Regions from separate parts of the Rattus norvegicus genome. Here region 1 is linked to region 2. The links are chromatin contacts, called in public Hi-C maps. All regions are on one chromosome and are shown on one strand. Each heading gives the region's core, a stretch centred on a gene start, on an enhancer-like site or on the middle of the called end of the contact. The rest is flanking DNA. Distances are from core to core; before and after follow the strand shown. Region 1 overlaps Fnip2 (folliculin interacting protein 2). Region 2 has its middle 46 kb from the start of Rapgef2.

Evidence for each region. Hi-C and Micro-C count contacts between places; a contact is called where the count stands out from the background.
Region 1: a Hi-C map of Schwann cells shows a contact between it and region 2, with 7 times the contacts expected there. The contact joins two enhancer-like sites. A contact is called at or near these places in 7 of 12 Hi-C or Micro-C datasets (the Rat2 cell line, Schwann cells, kidney and 3 more).

Annotation. Positions count from the first base shown.
Region 1 is chr2:166,910,148-166,917,003 of GRCr8, forward strand. The region is part of intron 14 of Fnip2 (folliculin interacting protein 2); the gene reads right to left. Among named protein-coding and RNA genes, the nearest start is that of Fnip2, 92 kb to the right of the region's middle. Within about 2 kb of position 3,539, at least 13 of the 93 cell types and tissues checked have an H3K27ac peak or open chromatin away from gene starts, as enhancers often do. A contact at or near this core is called in Schwann cells, where this site is marked.
Region 2 is chr2:166,663,398-166,669,807 of GRCr8, forward strand. It overlaps a transcript of Rapgef2 not described here. Among named protein-coding and RNA genes, the nearest start is that of Rapgef2, 46 kb to the left of the region's middle. Within about 2 kb of position 4,579, at least 8 of the 93 cell types and tissues checked have an H3K27ac peak or open chromatin away from gene starts, as enhancers often do. A contact at or near this core is called in Schwann cells, where this site is marked.

The DNA.
Region 1 (6,856 bases), core at 2,289-4,788, 250 kb after region 2:
GGTTGCTCCAGCAATACAAACCACACACATCCTATGCCCTAGAGCTTCATTAACTAGTGTTTTTGAGATATGCCCTCAGTATGCGGGCCTTAGTGGCCTCAGGATTCACTATGGGACCAGTGAGGGCTTTCAACTTTGATCTGCTTGCTTCAGCCCCTTTAGCACTAGCATTACAGTAAATTCCTCCACTTCATTTTTGTCATGGTGTTTTACCACAGCAATAGAAACGCTAACAAAGACAGCACCATACCCTGCCTGGTCCTTACCTAACAAGCCTCTTCTGGGAAGGTTCTATAATTAAAGCACGTGTAGCACCACACTGTACAAAGGAAAACTGAATTATATTAATTTTTTTTATTTGCTACACAGTCAAAGACTAGTCTGGGACTCATACACTAGTCTCAAACTTGCGTGCCTCAATGCCCAGAATTATGTTTCTTTTTAACATCAACCTTTTCTTATTAGCTATACCTTAATGGCAGAGTTTACTAAACAGATCTGGGGTGTGCTGAGACAATTTCATGTAGTTCAAACTGGACTTGGACTTGCTATGTAGGTAAAGATGACCCTAAAATCCCAGTCTTCCTGCTTTGACCTTTCAAGTACTGGCTCATGTGGAATTTTTTAAGGTCACATCTTATCACATACATACATACATACATACATACATACATACATACATACATACATACATACATAAAACCATACAAACTCAGGTGTGTAATAACACAAACTGGTGGACAGAAATTTCCTTAGAATTAGAACATTCCTTCCTAGAAGGAGGAATGACGCTTATTAAGATTCAGGAAATGACACTTACAAGGTTCAGAAAGGCAATGCAATACGCCCCAAGGAGCTCTTACTGCTTAAGGATTCTTGAGATCCCTCCCTGAAGCTGTACAAGCAACTGCTGGGGATAGAAGACCGTCCAGCCGAGCTTGCGTCCTGCACAATTACATGGTTATCAGTTCTGTAGGACACCGTCGAGTTATTTGGTATATTGGGGATGGTGGACAAGCGTAGCTTTTGGGAACTGCCAAGACCTAGGTGTATAACCTAAAAGTCCAACAATAACGTCCTCATACACGCTGGCAGGGAGAATGCCATCTCCATGTCACTGGTGCACCGAGTCACTGGAATCCTCCTACTTGAGGCTCTGAGTAAGAGATAAGCCTGTCGTATATAAAAGGCACTCCAGTGATTTCCAACAGATAAAGTAAGTCTGCCACTGCATGACTCTCCTCTCCAGCCTACTTCCTTCAACCATGGAGAGCCAAGCCAGTCAGGAAACCCAAGAGGCCACCACCAGACTGCTAGTGCATATGAAGACTCAGAAGAAACAATTACACTTCACATCCCATCTGTACATTTGTTTAGCAGAATTTCTCTCTTGGAAACAGGCTTAGTGTTAGTCACTTAAGAATGAAGAGTTGTCACATGATAAGAGACAAGAGCCTGTACGATGGTGCCTGGCTGTATTCCCAACACTTAGTAGATCAGACAAGAACAGCTCACATTCATGGTCAGCCTGGGCTACAAAGCAAGATCCTATCTCAAATTAAGAGGAAGGGGGCAGCAAGTGCAGCAGTCACTCTGAGCTATGGGGAGGTGGAGGCCTCTGAGAACCACAAGACACCACGACCAATATGGGCACAGGGCAGGAACGGGGCACTCCGAACAGCACAATGAGCAGGAGGGGTGAAAAGCCTGGCCTCTGTGTGCTGTGATTGTGGCTGCAGTCACTGTGCTTCCTGGGATGACGCCCACATTCAGCCTGTGACCACCAGCTCAACAGCCAGGCTGAGATCAGATTCAGTTTGAAGGTGCAACAAGGTGTACAAGGTCACAGAGTCCCAGAACCAAGTCCCATGACGGAGTGTGTGGCTTCAATGCCAGAGAAGGTTTGCAGCTTTTTGTGGAGGTTGGCATAATGTCTAAGTATCTCATACAGAAAAGAAAATGGGAAAATGAAAGTAGACATGTGCTCAACTCTGAAACAGTGTGCAGAAAAGACAGAAAGTCCAAAGGACCTTAGTACAGAAAATAAATACAGGGAACTGTAGAGATGGCCCAGGTTAAGCCAGTCCTACAGATCCAAAGCTTTATGTCACAGGGCAACAACAGGGTATCTGAGAGGGGCCCCAGTGAGGATGTAGTACTGACAGAGAACCAGAAGTCAGAAGCCTGAATATTGCAAGTAAAGAAGTGTGGACAAAAGGGTAGACCATGAGACACACTGTCATACACTGCAGCTTCTACAACAAGATCCCCCCCCCCTTTTCCTTTTCTTTTGTGGAGAGGTTGCAAGGATGGGTGATGGGTATGAAGGGATGGGAGATGAGTGGGATTGGAATGCATTGATGTGAAATCAAGAAGAGTCAATAAAAAACACACAAAATAAAACAAAATCAAGGGGGCTGGGGATTTAGCTCAGTGGTAGAGCACTTACCTAGGAAGCGCAAGGCCCTGGGTTCGGTCCCCACCTCCGAAAAAAAGAACCAAAAAAAAAAAAAAAAAAAATCAAACACTCTTCTGAAGAACCTGGGGTTCAGTTCCCAGCACCCACATGACAACTCACAGAGCCATCTGTAACTCCAGTTCCTCCTCTGGCCTTTGCAGGCAAAACTCCTATACCCATAAAAGTAAATAAATGTAAAAGAATATGAAATGAACCCAAAGAGCGACAGGCGTCATGTCAAATACACCACTCTTCCTCTTCATGACTCTGAAGGAAGATTATGCACATATCTCTTTGCCCCAGAAAAAGGCAAATTCCCATCAGTATTTCAAGTCTAATATGAAACCTACAATGCTCTAAACTCAGTTTTATGAAGTTACTTAAAAAGAACAAGCACTTTTCATGCACCAGGCACCAGGTGACACACTAAGAATACAAAGAAATACATAAGCCTCTGTTTCTGTTCGCAGTAAGTGCAGGCCTATGGGAGGGAGTGACACATGTTTGTAGATGCGTGGACATGTATGCATACTGATGTATATGTATGAAGGCATGTACATATATACTCACACACAATGCAAAGATCTCACTAAATAATATCCCTGATCATTTGTAAGGATTTCCGTCCTCTTTATGACTAAAAGGTGATCCTCAAAATCCAGTTATAGGTAAAATATGTATTTTAAGAGTTAGAGGTAACAGGTCAGTGGGAAGGAGGGAAGAAGGGGGACTGGCAAGTGAGATGGGCATGATGACAAATGCCTATAATCCCAGAACTCTACACAGCTAACAGGAAACTAACAGGAGGATTGCGAGTTCCAAGGCCCACCCGGGCTACGTGGTAAGATGATGTCTGAAAAAGCAAACAGTAACATAACTCATTTCATTTAAAAGCCCTCGAAACACATCTCCCAATCCCAGGTGGGGTTGCATTCAGAGCTCCAGCTGCACAAGGCAGAGCTGCAGGCCCCGAGTTACTAATGTAACCTAGAGAAACGAAAACAGCCAGGGTGTTGTAAACAAGGGACTCATCCAAAATGGTTTCCTCTCTAGCCTGTTGATCTGACCCGAGGCATTTAATACTATGTGCTACTTAAGTAATGGTTTCTTGTCTGATGGGACAGGCTGTTCTTTTGTAGTCTGGCTGGTTGGTTGCCCACATGAATTAATTAGTATTCATGAGTGCGTATCACAGCCAGGCTTTCAGCAAACCTCCTTATCTGTGCTACTGACTCCTATGTGATATTTCTGGAGTCAATCTGCTGCTGCTGCTGCTGCTGCTGCTGCTCTTAAAATTAAATGGAACAGGCTGCTATAGTCAACTGTTATTTATAGATTGGTCTGAAAAATGCCCGAAGCCTAGATCACTGTTATGATGCCAACTGTAGCCCCGATGACCTTACCTAATGTAAGAGAAGCCAGTCGGCTCCTTGTTACATGACAAAGGGCAAACTTCTGCTCAGGCTCAACTCAGCCACCTCCAGCAGTGCTCTCAGTGTCTAACACCCACAACCAAAGAAGTGCTGAGGACACTTGCACATCTTTCTAAACTCTGAAGTAATTCTGTTTCAACTAACACAGTGTTGTCTACCTGTTAATAACATGTCACACTACTTTACCATTTATAAGGATTTTCCACACTTCCTGTTTAAATAGTTAACAGTTACTGAGAGCTTAGTAGTGCATACCAGGCACTGGAATCAACACCTGATGTGGATTATGGAAATTTTCAAACTCAAATGAAATCAGTACACTTTATTTTATAGGATGAACACTTCCCCCAACGGCCACAAAGCCAATAGGAGCTGAGCTATGATTCAGACCTAGGTTGCCTCTTTGGAGGTCCAACTTCTCGAATGTAGGGCAGAGATCAAACTCAAGTGTTCTATGCACACATCCATCCTGTTTTTCAAGACATGTTCTCTCATGAGGACCTCAATGAGGAGGCTGGGCGTGGCCAGCAGTGAGCTACAGGGATCATTCCACCTCTGCCTCCCCAGTGCTGGATTATAAATGCATGGCACCACACCCAGGATTTTAGGCATGGGTCCTGGAGATCAAACATGTCTTTATGCTTATTGGGCAAGCACTTTCCTACTGAGCTTTCTCCCCAACATGGAAAGCAAACTCTTACTCACTGCATCCTAGTCTCCCTGTTCTTGTGTCCTCTAAAAATCATCCTTAGGTTTAAGTGATGTTAGCTGACTAGTTGGAAGTCTCGGTGAGTAGTGACACCAGGACTCAGAGCCAAGCTACCTGGCACTGGTCTGTCACCCTCCTCTGCCTTCACTTTGGTCACCAACACTGCCTAGTTGGCTGCACTCATTGGCAGGCACGCGGGACACAGAAGACAGACGAGGCTGCCTGGGGGGGGGGGGGGTCACAAGATGAGTGTTGCTGGCTCATGCATGTGTCCCCTCTCATTCAGTGAACAGGAAGGTGAAGGAAAGGATACGTTTAATTGATAGGGAAAGTTACCATGGACTGTTACAGAGGCTGGGTAACTTGTATTAGGAGGAAAGAGTTCAAATATCAGACTGAAAAATAGCACGGGTTAAACACCGCGAGAAAACCTGAGTCCTAGTGTTTGAGAAAGGCAATGAAAGCCATGAAAGTAAACGGCAAAAGATATCTTTTGTAAGAGTCTAGGATAACAAAAAGAATAAAAAGATACTCTTGATGTTGAATGTTCTAGAAAGAAATTTCCTTGTGCTCCAAAGAAAGCTAGTCTGTTGTGGCTATATAATGCACATTTATAAAGCCAGATTTTATAATCTAAACCATGCATGAGTCTAAGAAAAAACAATCAAGAACTTACCAGAGTTGCTTTTACCAAGTTATTCAAAATCCTTCTTTAAAAGGAATCACAAGCCCCAAAGCCTGACACGAGACTGGAATTATTTATACTCCCAAATCAGGTTGTGAAAGCAAGTGGTGCACAGGATTCCCCCACTTCTCCCCCATAAGTTCTCAGTGTGCACAGGGTACACATAGCCCTTATCTCTGCTTCTTTTCCTGACGATGTGCTCGGCTCAGAAAAGTCACTGTCCCTTACGAATGGTTAATTCACCAATGTTTTAAAAATACATCTATTTCCCAAGTACTTGTAAATGGAAGTTAAGTGCCTTTTAAAGTAAAAACAGAACAACATTGTTACAGACCAGAGTGTGAATCAGAGAGGCAGTCTACGTGAAACTCCATTTCAAAATCAAAACTCAGGACCACTATGATGGTGCCCACCTATAATTCCAGGGTTTGGGAGGCAGATGCTGGTGGACTGCTTAGAGCTTGAGGCTACACAGTGAGAGTTCATTTCAAACAAACAAACAAACAAACAAACAAATGCAAAACTCATGATGATGAGTGTTAAATGAAATTGGAAATCCACTAACTGGACATATTATGAAATTATTAAAACTTGAAGATTTTTTTATGAGCAATCCACAATTTTCTATATAACAGTATGCACATGACTGCATTTTGTAAGCACTCACATCACACGAAATAAATTAGTATGCCTAATAAAATTTAACCTCTCAAGATGACTATATAGTTTAAAGATATGAGAGCTCCTCCAGTGTAAAAATACTGTTTTTAAAAGGGAGAAAATGAAAACGGAAAAGCTCTAAGAGGAATGATAATGTAGATATGGCCATTTCCTCAAATAAAAGAATTACAGAGGTAGATGGTAACAGTGAAAATCAAATATTCAGAAATTAGAAATTGAGTTGTGTCACAGATAAGGTGGAAGTGGTTATCAACCAGGAAATTGCTTTTCCATGGTGGTTAGGAAGTGAATCTGGGCACTTTGGGGAAAATGTGCAGCAGCTCATGAGCTCAGTGTCACTGAGGACAACCGCTAGCTCCTACAGCCTAATTGAGCCTCTGTTAGGAGCAGAACTGTGGCTTGGTGGAGAAAAGGTGAAAGGAACAAAACCAACATCCTTCGGAATCAAACCGACACAGCACAGAAAGCAAACACCCAAGGGCTCTGCATGTATGGACACAGGCAGGAGGCGACATAAACAGGGTCCCATCACGTCCCAACACATGCTAAACACACAAAGGACAGGCACACTGAGGACAGTGCAGAGACATGATACCATGTAAGGAGGGCCCTGTGCTTATACTATGGGATGGATAGATGAGCACCTCTGAAATGATAAGAGAAAGTGTGTGGTAGCTATGGTAAGAATGAAGGGAACTGTGAGTCACTTGTAAATAACAGAAACTTCAGTTTTATTTCAGGACAGTTCCGGTGAGGGAAGTTGTCTGATTAAAGTGTGTGGGACTAGGCATATTTGGGTAAGCACATGTATGCTGGGTAGGCCCTGCACAGATCCCACCTACTTCCTCTACAGCTCTTTACCTCTATGGGGTGCAGGATCCTGATCTCTG
Region 2 (6,410 bases), core at 3,329-5,828:
AAAAAGTTAAATCAGTGTATAACACATAAGTGTTTAGAGCATATATATATATGTATATATATATATGTATATACACACTCTGTAATTACCACCAGTGCTTATTTATCTTAAGAGAATATCCATAACTTGTAAACAAAGAAGAATGGAATATAGGCTCTGACATGAGAGAATGTGTTGGCACTTGTTACTGAGAAGGGAGTTACAGACCTACTGTTTCACACTTCTAATGCCTGGCAGTATTTTTTGAAGCAGAATTTCCTTCTAAATTAAACACCACACATAATCACCATGTTTGTGGGGGTTACTTCTAAATAAATGCCACTCAAGCAATAATACATGGTCATAAAATTTTGTTTGTTTAATGTACTTGGGGGGTGTTGTTTCTTTGTTTCAGATATTTTTTGTTTTCGTTTTGTTTTGTCGTGTCTCATGTGTGACTGCTGTATTTTATGTGCATGGGTATTTTCCTTGCATGTGTTTATGTATACCACAATCTTGCAATATCCATGGAGGCCATAAGGAGGTGATGACTACCCTAGAATTCCAGTTGCAAATGTCTGTGAGCCACAGGAGGTGCTGGGTATTGAACTTGGTCCTCCGCAAGAATAAAAAGTGCTCTTAACTGCTGAGCCAGCTCACCAGCTGTTTCTTGTATTTTTATAGATTTAAATAGACGGCAAACTTTTGTTGTTTTTCAAGACAGGGTGTCTCCACGTAGTCCTGGCTGTCCTGGAACTTGCTCTGTAGACTAAGCTGGCCTCAAACTCAAGAGATCTGCCTGCCTCTGTTTCCTGAGTGCTGAGTTTAAAGATGTTCAGCACCACAACCCAGCTCTCCTATTACTCTTAAGTAAGCTATCTCAAAAGCAATGGTTTAAATGGTCTACGCTCAAGAAGCTTATTGTAGTATGACAGAGTCAGTCTACGTTGTTCTCCTACCTGAAAGCCGATGTGTTGTCTAGCTTGAACTAGATACCTTAACAAGTACTTTCTATATGAACATTAGTGCCTCCCCAGCTGCCAACTAACAAGCAATGTGTCACTGAACCTTAAGAACACAGTTTGGTTTTCATCAGAAAACCTCTGCTCTTAGAAGGGAGGGAGGGAGGAGGGAGGGAGAAAGGAAGGGAGAGAGGGAGGGGGAGGGAAGAAAGATAGAAGGATGGATAGACAGATAGATAAAACATGGCTACAGGTAGCTACAGAATACAAACCTAAGGAAGGAAGGAACAAGCTGCATTTGGGGTTTTCTCAAGCACTCCTAAGTGACTAAGGACACAGTGACTAAGGACTGTAACTGAGATAACCAGAAGGCAAGAGTGGGACCCTTTTTTCAAAGTCTGCAACATCCCAAAGTAAAACATTATCCAAGATACACACGGAAAGTATTTGTGGCTTCTAAAGTTCATTTTCTCAATGTAGAGTCAGCAAGTGAAGTTAACAAACTTCATAGAAAGCAAATGCAGAGGCACTAATCATAATCACCTAAAGCATTCCAGTTCCCACTTTCTCAGGAAACTGATGGGCCAGCTGAGACATTCCCACCCTCCCCAACTGTGCTTTCGAAGACAGAATCCACAGGAACATTAATTACTATGGACACAAGACCCTTTTGAAAATGTAAGCTACTTTCCCTAAAATTCTCTGGACTCTGAGCATAAACAGGAACACGTTTCTGTAAGCAGGAAGCAAACTTTTTTTAGAACAATAACCTTTCCTTCTACCCTAGGAAGGACATCCGGCTCTCGACAATAGATGCCATTTCAAAGGAGATTAAACTTATAAAAGCACTGGGACCAAGAAGACAATGAGATTGACGGGCCAATTGGAATTAGTTTTCCCATGACAAATAAAGTCTCCTTTTTAAAAACAAAGGCGTCCCTAAATACTTTCTTCAATGGCTGCAAGCACAGGGGATCCCCACAGGGAAGAAGACAGAAACAACAGCCTCCACACCCAGAGGTCTGTACTCCTCTCCCCGGACGCATTCTCAACATAAAGGGACAGCACAGCAAATATACAGTTCACTTAACGCTAGCCTTCAATGTCTTGTGTTTGCTAGCACCAGGACTACAACAGCAGCAAACAGCACATTTTAATACGACCTTTGGCACACTAAGGAAAAGAACTCCCCCACCTCCTGCCTATCAGGGACTGCTGTGCATTTGTAATCTCCAGGGTTACAAAAGAAAGGAGCCGGTGATGATTAAAATGGATTACATTGTTAGCAAAAAGAGTTTCCTTTTAAAAGGTTTTGATGTGTATGTAAACACCTTACTTGTGTGCCTTAGCATATTTAGAAATACGCGGGCTCCTCTAGGCACTAACTCAAGAGAATGAAGACCCAAGATGCTGTGACAATGGGCAAACCTGTGACAATCTAGAGCCAGGTGAGCCAAGTCTGTGGACTTGAGCATAAGGAGGGGAGAGAGACAAGCACTTGCTCAGACAGTGGTCACAGGCCAGGAATTGCACAAATGGCAACATATTCTCCCCTGGGGGTCCTTCAGACATAAATGTAACTTATCCTTCTGAGCAAATGCTCACAAGCAGTTATTGTGAGAGCTATGTCTCCAACGTTATTCATGAGGAGTCTAAAAGCTACGTTTTCAGGGCTCAGGCTCCTGTCCACAGCCAAATGGGATGAGAAGGCAGTGCTGCAAAGTGCCTGTGTCTCCAAGATGACGGCTCAGTTTGTAAGTTTTATTTACAAGATCCCTAGTATCTCCACACTAAACATAGGCAACGGCTTTCTAAGGATGAAGGAAGAGAAAGAATATAGTCCGTGGGGCAGAATCAAACCCCACCTCTCCTTCCCCAGCTGTATCTGACCTGGAATGTGACTGAGATCATATTTGTGAAACACAGTAATGAAAGCACAGTGCAGGCTGTGTGGCCCCAATTGTACATAGGGCACACACCATGCCAAAAAAAAGTAATGGTTGTTGTAGGAAATCAGAATGACTACACTCCTGGTGTAAAATCTAAAGTGTTCCTGAAACATTTACATACATCAGAATTTTCACAATATTTAATCTGCACCTCTACACCCAAAAGTCAAATGAAATATTTATAAGCCTACAAAGGGCCCCAACAGTTTCTCTGCTTTTTGTTCTGCCTTGTTGCTTTTTGTTGGAGACAGGATATCACTGTGAGGCCCTACCTGTCCTAGAACTCATTCTGTAGAACAAGGCTGGCCATGAAGTCACAGGGATCCACTGCCTCTGCCTCTTGAGTGTACTGGGATTAAAGTGGGCACCACCACACCCGACTTAGAATTTTCTGCTTTTTAAATTCTAGCTTTTAACTACCATTGTCATCGTCATATAATTTTGGTGTTCAGGGCCCCATACCTAAGCATGTAACTCTACCTCTGAGCTAAATCCAGATTTTTATTATCAGCCTCAAAGTGAAATGTGACCAACTTACAATTTATCATCTGCAATCTCTCTAGCTCCAAATGACTTGGTTAGAAAGAGAAGAAGAAAGAAATTCTTAATTTTTTTCAAAGCAGCCAGCTAATTTTTCCTCTGATATAAACCAACTAGGAACATGTTTAAGGCTGGCACAGCGAAACAGCACACTGCAAGATTTCCTCTCTGGCAACTCAAGAGTGTCGTATAACACACACACACAAAAAAAAAAAAAAAAAAAAAATGAAATTTGCTTCTGCAGCTTAGCATTCAGGATCCCTGGGTCCCATCTCTGGCAACAAAATACACACTTGCAAATTCTTCTTAGAACCCTACATGAAAGCCACTAACTTGAACCACAGACTTTTACACACCACACACACACACACAGACATGCATGCAAAAATATTTACATTTTAGTCTTTTGAATGTTTAAGGTGTAAGTCTCAAGCTGCACTACAGACGCTGAAACTCTCTCTCTCTGAAGATCCAGACTTCTCTACTACCATTCTTGGATATTTTTTCATCTGAAGGTGGCAACTGAAATTCAGGGTGGTATGTGGTTTCTTCTAAAACTCCCTTCTAGGAATAACAGTTTTAAGACACCACTGAAGAAACTGTATTGCCCTGCATAATTCAATCCACAGAGCAGAGTGGCTCCACAGATGAACACCCTTGTGGGCAGTATTTCCCAAGGCGTGTCCCACAGAAGCTAGTGCAATACTGTACACATGATGTCTCAGAGGTCCACAGAGCACACTGGCGTCATACAGGAAGAGTCCAGAGACTTCACCACAGCGAGGGAGCAACCAGATGTCTGAATTGGGTGAGGGCGCCTACCCCCGGCAGGGCACGTCTGCACCTTCCCAGTTTATCAGTCAGGTCGCCCGCCCACACTGCGTTCCCCATTCAGGTAAAAGACCGACCATCTCTTCATCTTTTCCTTTCCTCTCTATGACCAGGGAGGGGCCTGCTAAAGTCTGTGAAGCACATGCTTCTTCCAAGTGGACAGTGAGCAAGGGGGTAAGGGGGAACAAAGGAAGAAGACAGGGCCGTCTCTGCTGAGGTGCCATGTGCTTCCTCTAGCACTCTGGAGACTGGTGGGGAGAAGTCGGGAAATGGGCCTTCAGCATCTTCAGGGCTTTGGGAAAGGCCTTGTAATGGGCTGAGACAATCCTTAGGATGGCCACAAGGTGGCAGAATGGATCAACAGAGAATGGATCAATAGCCCTTTCTTGGTACTCAAAACAGAAACACACACACACACACACACACACACACACACACACACACACACAAAACTTGGTCACAAATTCAGGTCTTTGAGGATCACGAAGAGAACAATGGTTCCATTGTCAAGCCTCTGCTGGGGGGCACTTCCACTGGCCCCCTGTGTCGAATTCCTAGCACCCCTGCTGGGTGATAAAAGGATTAAAGTATTTTAACCAACCTCTCTACCAGCAGGGGCTAATATAGCCCGAGCAATTAGAACAAAAGCCTAGGTCACTACACCAGAGGAGTTTCTTGCCACCCAGTCGCTCACACCCTAAGGACATGACAGCACACTTGAAATTAAAAGTTAGGAATGCAGACCATGGGACATATGATGTTCAATAAAATTCTTAAATATTTATTTTAACCTAAATCATGTGAAAGCAAAATACTGTTTTTCCAAAGTTACTAATTAACACCCAAAAGAAAAGCAATCCTCTGGGGTGGTGATTTCATTAAATCCAAGTGGAAGCCAGGGAGGTGTGGTAACTGTGGCACCTATCTGAGGCCACCTACCCTGAGGGCCTGTTGTGTGTCAAGGCTTATCTCAAACCTTGAATTTTTATGACAGGTGGGTGAAGAGCAATGTGCAGGTCGCTCTGTGGTTAAAAATTCCTTGGATATTTTCCACAAGAAAAAAGCAACCTTGACTTTTTTTTTAAATAGAGGTTGTCAAAGTATGCAAGGGTAAGGAGATGCTCACATGGGTATGCTCCATGCAAACCTGACTACCTGAGTTCAATTCCCAAGACCGCCCTAGAAATGGTGGGAAGCCCTACTCCACAAGGTTCTCTCCACAAGCATGACCCACTCAGAGAATAATAATACAGCGTTTTTAAAGTAATCGTAAAGTAATGACTACCTCCTTACCACAGAAAATACAAACAGGGCCTCCAGATTACAAGGAAATTCACCCTTGTCCCATTGGACTTGAACCTGGTGTTAGGGACCTGAGACCAGCCCTGTGTCCATCGAGAGAGAGGAGGCAGAGATAATGAGACTCAGGAAGTCTCCCTTCTCCAAGGCTGATCGCTCGCTGAAGAAAAAGCAAGCTCTAAGTGAGGCAGCTGTAGCAGAAGCCACCGGCAGGCAGTTTTGTTTATAAGTGTGCATTGTTGTGTGGGTAGGGAAAATCATGTAAGCAAGTTATCCTCACTTCTGAAGACTACAATTTCTCTTCAGAAAAAAAAAATTTACATTTTACCAAAAAAATCCATCCTGTGGACCAATAGGTGCTCGAGTCAATGGCTGCGTGTAAGAGTCTGTGATTACTGCTTCCAGCAGCAGCCACGGCTTCCCCCAACCTCAGTGGAGAAGCAAGCTTCACATCCGATACCTCACTTCAAGGTATTTTAATGTGAATTCGAACTTAAATGTCATGAGAATAAATTAACAGAACTGAAAGTCTATCTGCATTCAACTGTGCTCTCCATCATTAAGTTATCATTGGTTGATGAACAATGATATTTTCGGTTGACATTTAAACATCTGAATAAGTACAACCTCCAAAAAGGTCAATCGGCCTATGTATACATAGATACACACATGCACACACACACACTCACTCCAGTGACTCCTGGTCAATCCTTAATTCTTAACAGTCAACCAGACAACAACCTCCACTCAACAATTAAAACCCTTGGCTGCTACACTCGCAGTCTGGTCTGGCGCTCATTACATCTGGAAGACCTCTCTGGGTTCAAACGGGCTAAAGGGGTCAAACATC